Linked DNA regions of Zea mays: region 2 is linked to region 1. A link is a contact called in public Hi-C data. All regions are on one chromosome and are shown on one strand. The core of a region is the stretch at or near the end of the contact, and the rest is flanking DNA. Distances in the headings are between cores, read along the strand shown.

Region 1 (4,713 bases), core at 2,208-4,707:
CGGGGCATCAAAATATACCTTATCATTGTTCACACAAACATATGCACCTAGCCAAGCCGATAGTAGCATCGGACCATAGAGTTTCAGCATGATGGCTTACAAAGAGGTTCCAAAAAGGGGATTTGTGAATCTGGCTTAATGAGTGGCATCGAACCACATGTTGTAGAAGAGCCTAATGGTCGATATAAACAACTAGGTAATGGCTAGACACGAGAGCATGCATCGAACTATACCTTATCACTCTTCACACAAACATATGCACCTAACCGAGCTGATAGTGTAGCATCGTACCATAGAGTTTCAGTTTGATGGCATATGGACATGTTCCAAAGGGGATTTGGGCATTTGACTGGTCGAATGGGTGGCATCGGACCAAACTATGTAGAAGACCCAATGGTCAATAGAAACAACTTGGTAATGGCTAGTAACGAGAGCATAGCATCAGATTGGTCCATTGACCGCCATATATCATCTAGTGGTTGTACTGTCAGCATATGCAGTGTTCCAACGTATGCTTCTTTGTAGGAGGCTATATTGACCCCCATGGGTAGGCAAATGGAGAGTGTTGGAGTGAGATGATGTATATTAGTGTTGAGACACTTCACCTAGCGATCTAATGTGAAATCATGTGTAATGAAACATTGTTTTAGATTGACATTGTTTTACATTGTTTTAGATGTATAGTGATCAAACTCTATCATTGTTTATATCTATAGACGTGTTCAAGATAGAATATGACTTGTACTTTACATGTAATTCAGGCTACCGAACATATATATATACATGCCTTCGAGTATGCAATACACAAAACAACAAGAGTTCAAGACACACTATACATTCAAGTTTGGACATTGTTGCTTAGCTTTTAGTGCCTATGATATTTTACATGGCCACACAAGGAATCTCAACCGCTGATTTCCAGCTCTCTCTCCTTCTACCAGCACGAACCTCAAAGCAAAATGGATAGTTGAGGGCAAGTCTTTATATATGGCCACATGTACATGTGTGGAGAAAATCCACTCTGCAAAGGCGGCAGTCATGAAGAGGTCGCCAAATATCAGACACGGCTATAACATGCCTCGGCAAATAAAGAATCATAGAGAAACCACTACACCACCAGGCGTGCTGAACGAAGTAACTACGGGCAGTGGCAGTGCACTTGCCTGAACGCACGCTGACGCGATTGCAGGCAGTTCCAAAGGATATATCATATAGATACACCACCACCACCAACAACAAAAAAAAAACAAGGTCAAAGGCAAACACAAAACATCATCCGACCCCGGAAAAACAACAAGGTACGTGCAGCAGCAGGTTCCTAGTACGTCGGGGTGGCGGTGCTGTTCTTGGACCACCTCGTCCACAGCATGAACTCGAGCGCGGCGACGGCGACGAGGAGGACGGCCAGGCTGAAGCCGTATCCGATCTTCCATGAGCTGTCGGCGCCGCCGACGTGGATCCCGAGCACGATGTTGACGGCGGCGAAGAAGAGCGCCAGCCTGCCCGCCCAGTGGTGGTACCAGTTCCAGTACTTGCGGTACTTGGAGTCGGCGCTGGGGCGCAGGAAGAAGGCCAGCACCTGCAGGATGCCGAGGAAGAGGACGAAGACGCCGAGCCCCCTGTGCGCGGGGATGTCGGCCTGGATCTTGTTGTACAGCGCCACCCCGGCGACGACGCCGGCCAGGCCGATGATGAAGCCGGCGAGCTGGACGCCCACGTGGAGGTAGAACCAGAGCGGGTCCATCCGCCGGAAGTAGCGCGCCAGGATGGCGCCGATGGGCAGCAGGACTCCCCACGCGAACACGTTCAGCGCGCCGTGCGCACGCCGCAGGCCGTATGGGAAGGACCCGTCCACCGAAGCTCTGCCTGCAGTTCAAGTGGTTTTCGATGTCAACCGACGGTCGGATTGGCCACTAAAATGTGTCATTCAGCCGACTGCTGTACCGTACCGTACGTACCCGTTGTGAAATCGAAGGTGAAGGAGGTCTTGTCCTGGTGCCTGGTGAGCCTGTTCTTGACGGGGATGCTGTTGCCGAAGGCCATGACGATGTGCTGGTGGGTGAGGCGGTAGGAGAACCTGAGCTGGAAGGCGAGGTAGATCTTGGCCTGCTGCACCACGACAGTGTGGTCGTGGTCGTTGGAAACGAGGAAGCCACGGTCGACCACCACCTTGGAGCTGCTCTTGCCCCGCAGCGCGAACTGCCGGACGTGGGGGAGCCCCTTCTTGCCGATCCACCCCACCATGGCGCTGGAGCCGACCATGAGGCCGTCCCTGGAGAACCCCATGCCCACCCACCCCGTGCTGTACATCGTGGACAGCACCACCCGCAGCACGTTGTCCTTGTCCTGGTGGTACTGAAAATTGCAATTGCAATGGATGGATACATGAGGAGATGGTTTGGTTCATACGTCAGTCAGAAATGCTGCATGCAGATGTACTCTATGCTGTGCTTGCTATATAGATTGTCCACAGTTCATCACAACAATCTGGATGGATAGTCGAAATATAATGCTACTAACAGCTACAGCCGAGGATCTTTTTTTTAACTATTGCATTACTCTCTTTGTCGTGCTTGATGATAGATAGGTAGATCAATAATGCAATTGCACGTTGCCTGTTGGTCCCCTTTATCTGAACTGTACGCTTTCAGCTCTATTGGCTCTGCTACTGTGCTACCTCCAAAACGGATTCTGATTTCTGATCCTGAGGATTTCCGCATTGCAGGTTGCTGCCTAGAATGCTGCGTCGTTTAGCTAGAAATCCCTTACCAGCTATCGATTTATTACAGCCGCTGGAAAGGCTTTGCTATGCTGAAAGTTCAACAAGCAACAACGCAAGCAGAGCATCTGAGTGGCAATCTCGCCTGCAGCCTGCAGGCAACAAGATCCACCCACCCCTGGCTGTTCTCGCGAGATCCCAAGCCCCAGAAACCGAACCACTGGCGCTGCACCGAACAGCAACAGAAAGCAGCAAGGCGGACTGCGGAGTGCGGACAGGCATGGCGACGGCGCGCGCGTGCACTGCACGTACGTACCCGGAGCACGAAGTTGTTCCAGACCGGCTGGCAGGCCAGGCCGGAGTAGTTGGCGGCGAGCACGGGTGGGAGGTCGCCGCTGCAGGTCTCCATCTGCGCCGTCGCCACCGACGCTGCCACGCCGAGCACGACGAGCAGCGCCGCGGCCACCGACGCCGCCGCACGCGCCATGTCACCCGTTCCTAGCTAGGTCGCTGCCTGCAGGCTGCAGCCCCGGCGACGACGACGACGCGAGACAACTGGTGCACGGACTACGGGGCTCGGCCGCGGGTTGCTGGGGAGTTTAGGGAGGAGGGAGGGAGGGACCGAGATTGTTGGGAAGTTGCGGTCAGTGTGAGTTGGTGGTGCGAAAGTTTTCTTTTTATCCTCGCCTTCTTCTATTCCTCGATGCGTTTGCGTTGGGTTGGCGATCTCACTGGGTGGGTGATGTGTCGCTAGTGGTGCATCTCGGAGCCCAGCCAGCTTATGATTGGTGCCTGTGAAGCAACGGTTGGTGCCGCCGCTGGGTTGGGTGTCCCTCTCGGCCGTGTCTGCGTCACAGTGGCATGCCGGCTCCAGATCTGGAAGCGGTTCAAGTGGTGACCGTGTCCTGGTCCGGTGGAGTGCAAAGGCCGCGAAAGGAAGGGGAGGAAAAAGAGCACTCGCGCACCCACTCGTGTACTGCTGGAAACATGTGGGTTTCCTGGAGTGAGAAGCGAAGGGTGTGGGAATGAAGAGTGTGTAGTGGAAGATCAGGTGATAAACATTTTGGTTGCTTCAGCTGTGAAAAAATTGTAGGGAAGTAATAGTACATAATGGTGTACGGGGCCAACTTTCTTGGAGGTGAAAAAGTGATGGCGTCAATAGGCGTGGAAATTTGGCTCGGGCTCGACGAGACGGCTCGGGTTCGACTCGCGAGCCAAAACGAGTCCGAGATGACGCCTGTTTTTACGGCTCGTCAGAACTGCGAGCCGAGCCGGTTCGGTCTAGCTCGCGAGCCGAGCTAACAACGTCGAGTATATTATTATTATTATTATTATTATTATTATTATTATTATTATTATTATTATTATTATTATTATTATTATTATTATTATTATTATTATTATGTTTTAAACTATTTTAATGAAATTCTTGAATTTAATACGTGATACACTTATATTGTAGTCTAAAAATATAGTATACATAATTTTTTTATCTTATATATAATAAAAAATATATAATTTATACTCTAAACATGATTTAGTGTGAGACTTGCAAGCTGGCTCGAGCTGGCTCGCGAGCCGTTACCAAGCCGAGCTGAGCCTCTCGGTCAGGCTTGCAACATGACCGATCCGAGCCTGGCTCGCCTCGCAACTGCACCGAGCCGGGCTCGGCTCAGCTCGTTTTCAGCCCAGGCGTCAACTCGATCGGCTACCAGACACGGTTCTGAATCTCGCAGAGAGCAACTCCAAGAGTTTAGGTATAATCTTAACTAAATTTAGACTTTTATGTGGTCGCTGAAAAATAGAAAATAGAAAGCTTCTCAAATGGTAAGATAAACTAGCAGACTCTCTAAATCTTGTTTTCTTCCCTCCAACTCGTATTTCTGCTCAAACAAACTGTAGGAAAACTTGTCATCTCCGCTCCTCACCTCTTCTTCTACCTCCACAGTTGCAATGAGAGCTGACCAGTACATGTGATGGAAGGACACGTAATC
Region 2 (4,551 bases), core at 1,776-4,275, 340 kb before region 1:
GAAGTGCATCGGCGTGCAGGAGGGCGCGTGGCCAGGGGTGTCGGTCATCGGCAACATCCTGCAGCAGGAGCACCTCTGGGAGTTCGACCTCAGGGACCGCTGGCTCCGGTTCAAGCACACGCGCTGCGCCCTATGATGATTTGCTGACGGACGCCGCGAATGCATGATTGATTCCTCTATCGCATCGCATTGATAAAATTTGTGACGAGGTTTTTTTCTGAATGAAATGAAAAGATGATTCTTAGCGCAACGGGAAATCGTTCACCTGAAATTAAACAGCAGTCTGCACGTACGCATGTGGTCGGTTTTTTTTTTGGCAAAGCCGGCCACACAACTGAGCCCATACGCAACACAGATTCTGAAACAAGAACGGACTGAACTTTGCAAACCCAGCTTACACAACATGCCACAAATTAATGTCATAACTAATAATACTTACATGTTGTTTGGTTCACATAATACTTAGAGCAACTCCAATAGTTATGTAAATTTTAGCTCTCTAAATCACATATTTAAGAAGTTGCTAAATGCCTTTTGGAGTAAAAAAAAAATGTGAGTTCTCTGATAGTTCTCTAAATATAGGTTGTAATTTTGTTTTTTATTTATCCACATAAAAAATAAGTCACAAAAACTATATAATGCAGTCAACATTTTTGTTTAGGAAGTTGTTAAATGGTTGCCAAATGTAGAGACAAAATGAGGTTAGATGACAAGTTGTTAAATTTAGAAAGTTCATTTAGAGAACTGTTGAAGAATAGTTTTTATGTTAACAACTAAATTATTAATTTAGAAAGTCTTTTAGAGAACTACTGGAGTTGCTCTTAGGTGTTCAGAAACCGCTGCCTCGTTTGACAAATACTGTAAGATGGTAGCATGAACAATTAGGTATAACGATGTCCCAGATCTCGATACTAGCAGCAGCTAAACACCACCAGAACCATCACAGAGCATCAAAGTTGTTCGGCAGCACAAGAAAACATACGATTACGCAAGTATTTGCATTGCATAGTGCATACCATCAATTTAGCATGACAAACCATGAGTACAAAGTGGTCACTACAGATAGATAAACATTTCTTGTTCATTTAGCTAAAAAGGCAAAATGGTTCACGGCTCTTGGCTGAACTACAAAAATCCAGGTACTCCTTTTCAAGCTGCCCGCAATCATGCTTCGGTCTGCTCCCGCAGGCGCCGGATTGTGCTTCTCACAGTGACCGCACTAGCAGTGCTGGAAATGCAAAGTAACAAAATTAGAAAACACACGAGGATTCAATATAAACAGAGTAACCGGACATCATCACATACTTCATTGTGTAGGCGCCACCGGCCTTAACCTTCCCACAGTCCTTGCATCCCCAGATACCAACTGCTTTCCTCTTCACGGCAAACTGTTGTCAAGTATTGGCCATACAAAAGGCAATGGCACAAGTAAGAATCAAAAAAGCAAATAGAAAGAAACATGGCACATAATTCATAAAGGAGTTTCATTAAAACAGTGAAAACCCAGAAAAGGTCTGGCAAGGTATGCGTATGCCTTGACATTAACCGACTATCTAGTAGAATTCAGATAAGGCATAAACTATCTCAGAGAAGTTATAACATCAATACAGCTATATGAAAGACAGAAAGACGATCACAGATTGCTATTGCAAATGTCGGAGAACATATTTCACCAGGTCACTATTCATTGTTGTTACCACAAAAAAGGAGACACAGGAATTAGTCAATAGCACATAATTGTTTAAAAAATAAGCAATAGTGCATCTTAAAAATAGCAAAAAAAAACTGTTACTCAACTAATGCACCGTAAATGATTGACCAGTTTGCCATGTGATTATCAAAGCAAGGCATCACAAAATCGATGAGTTTACCTTGCCACAGAACTCACAGAAGTATTTGGAGTGCTGCGAGACCTCCATCTTCTTGATCTGTTTACGTAAACTGGCACCATACCTGGTACCTACATAACAGCAACAACAAAAGAGTTATCAACCAGAATACAAAGGTAAGAACATGGGATCGCAAAACAATGAGTAAAGATAGTCCAGTGTCTGTACCATATTTGCCAACGATTCCTGCCTTCTTGGTGCGTTTCGTCTGCAAAATCATCACAAAACATAAAAAATTAGAAAACATGGACAGATACCTACAATACTCTGCATTGGTTAACATGGTACATTGCATAGACAGAGGCAAGGCAACCAGTAAACCAATTTATACGAGCAAAACCTATGCAAATTAATTTCGACTGCCCAAAACTAGGAGATGGTAAACAATAGCTAAGATCTAGTTGGAAAGTTTAAGCTACATAACTTTTCGAGTGGAATGGTAATTACCGCTCAAAGCATGTATGTGAAGAAAGCACAGAATTCTTACTACTTCGGTAACCTATTCAACTACACACTTGTACTTATTAAAATTATTTAGTGCCAGTAGAGCTTGTTTAGGTGCACGCTAACCCACCCAATCTACATATATTGGGACGAATTGGTGTGGAAAACTATTGAGTTTTGCACCTCAATCCCGATACATGTGTTTTGGAGTGGTCGAAAAGGACTAATGGAGGCTGTACAACCGGCAACAAGATTAAACATTTTAACACGAAACAACATAATACTGCCAGATTTCGAAATCCCACCGTCAGAATATTCACATAATAGTGCCAGATTTCGAAATCCCACGGTCAGGCTATGAGTCACATAATAGTGCTAAATTTCGATCCCCACGGTCAGACTATGAATAAATGATTTCTGACAGCTGCGGAAAGCACTAGCAGGAGCACTAACAGGCTAAACAAGTTAATTAGGTCATGATTTCTCAAAGACGCCGAACAGAATCAAAACAGCCCCAAGAGTAAACAATTTCATCCAAAGCGACGTACCATCTCGTCGGGGAGGAAGTGGCGGGCGTCACCGGAAGCGAGAGCAAGAAGGCGTCTCGTGGGGGAGGCGGCGCGGGCGAGGTTATGTGGAATTGTGGATGCTACTAGGGTTTTCTAGGGCTCTTCTGGTCGACGGTAGATTCTGGGCCAGAGTTCTGGCGGCCCGAAGTTTGCAAGGCCAGTGTAGCATTCTTTGAGGCCGGAAAATAAGAAGCGTGTTATGGTCTGGCTCACTACACCACGGAGATTTTAATTTTCTTATTTTTTTAAATTCGTTTTTTAAAATATTTTGTTCAATCCAAAAAAAAATGCAAAACTATACCTCTGACCTCGATCGAACCGGGGGAAGTAGTTACTGCCAGTTTAATTGATGGTATATGAACTCGAATGAAGATACAATTTCTAAAAAAAATAGAGAAAAAAGAGATATTTAACTAGGATGTATTTTCACCCTCCGAAATTTGAACCTAGCATATAGAAATAAACGATGCATTATTCCATTAGGCACGGATATGACTAATTTTGATGTCCACAAGTATTTTATTGGTCAGTTTACTATATCTATATCGAGTATGATAGGCATGAATATGTTATCTCTGCTTCTATGCGAGTCCGAATTATTAGAAATAATTCATATAAAATTAGAAGAGAAGGAATAAGTGATGTCCCTTATGCTCCAGCACCTTACACGATTCAAATATTTAAATATTAAGTATTGTGTGATGAACAATTAAATTACTATCCTAATGTTGTATATTGTCGTTGAGAACTCTTTTTTGGGCTACAAGTGCTATATTTTGTGTGATGTGATTGCATGATGTTGTCATTTAATATTTAATGTTGTCGAACTTATGATAAAACTATGTTGGGTTTGATGGAGTTGTTATACTGAACACAAAGATAATATACTATTTTAGTATCTTTTATTATTGATGAGATACGAGGCTTCACTATTTTGTATATGGTATATTTAGTGAAGATTCTTTCCGTTCTATTTGAAGCAGCGCTCTCTAACTAATTCTCTAAATATAGAAGATGTTTTTGTCGTGTTTATATAAAAGATTCCCTCTTCGTTGTTCTGTCTATTTTAATAATTTAAACATCAAATTTACTAAACTAAAACAGTATAGAAGATTTGGTAGTATGATAGATAAGTACGTACGTACAGGACGAGATATAAAAGGCATACGAGAGAAAAACGAGATATAAAAAAACACTCTTCTCTATCTATTTTAATAATGTAAACAATAAAGTTGCCAGGACCTTCTGTCAATGTGATGCTGGGAGTGAGGGGCAGCCAGCCAAAGCTCCCTGTCATGCCGTCTCCTTTGCTCGAAGCGGGTGAATTGCATTTCAGCAAGCACGCAATGGTCAAGCTGAAGGTGGGCAAAAGTGGAATGCTACAGCCTACAGAAGGGCAACAGATCTGTGATAGCTGAAAATGTGCAGGGAGCACGGAGCAGCCTGAGTTTGAAATGATGGGGCCCCAAAACATTCTGAGAGCGACAACACCTTTGACGGTGGAAGCCCTTGTTCCCCTCTTGTGTGGAACCTCTTCGGGTACACACACCTCGTGCGGAATTCCACGGTGCATGTGAAGGTACAGATCAGTTTGTTATCTTTATTTTTTGCCAGACCCATTCAGAAGCCTAACAAAGCTCTAGCCCTAC

What was found. A called contact is a pair of places that touch in the nucleus more often than the background predicts.
Region 2: a contact with region 1 is called in a Hi-C map of leaf, with 5 times the contacts expected there. The contact joins the promoter of LOC100280675 here to the promoter of LOC100856943 in region 1. A contact is called at or near these places in 10 of 25 Hi-C or Micro-C datasets (bundle sheath, ear, endosperm and 4 more).

The regions. Positions count from the first base shown.
Region 1 is chr8:68,100,910-68,105,622 of Zm-B73-REFERENCE-NAM-5.0, reverse strand. It overlaps LOC100856943 (dopamine beta-monooxygenase), which reads right to left and starts at 3,457. Exons shown (of 3, transcript NM_001254829.2): 1 at 3,036-3,457; 2 at 1,959-2,355; 3 at 1,241-1,866. The coding sequence starts at 3,206. The coding sequence ends at 1,319.
Region 2 is chr8:68,438,081-68,442,631 of Zm-B73-REFERENCE-NAM-5.0, reverse strand. It overlaps LOC100280675 (60S ribosomal protein L37a), which reads right to left and starts at 3,025. Exons shown (of 5, transcript NM_001154551.3): 1 at 2,882-3,025; 2 at 2,058-2,116; 3 at 1,872-1,960; 4 at 1,306-1,388; 5 at 960-1,228. The coding sequence starts at 2,109. The coding sequence ends at 1,165. LOC100304289 (Eukaryotic aspartyl protease family protein) reads left to right here. Exons shown (of 2, transcript NM_001165731.2): 2 at 1-248. The coding sequence ends at 136.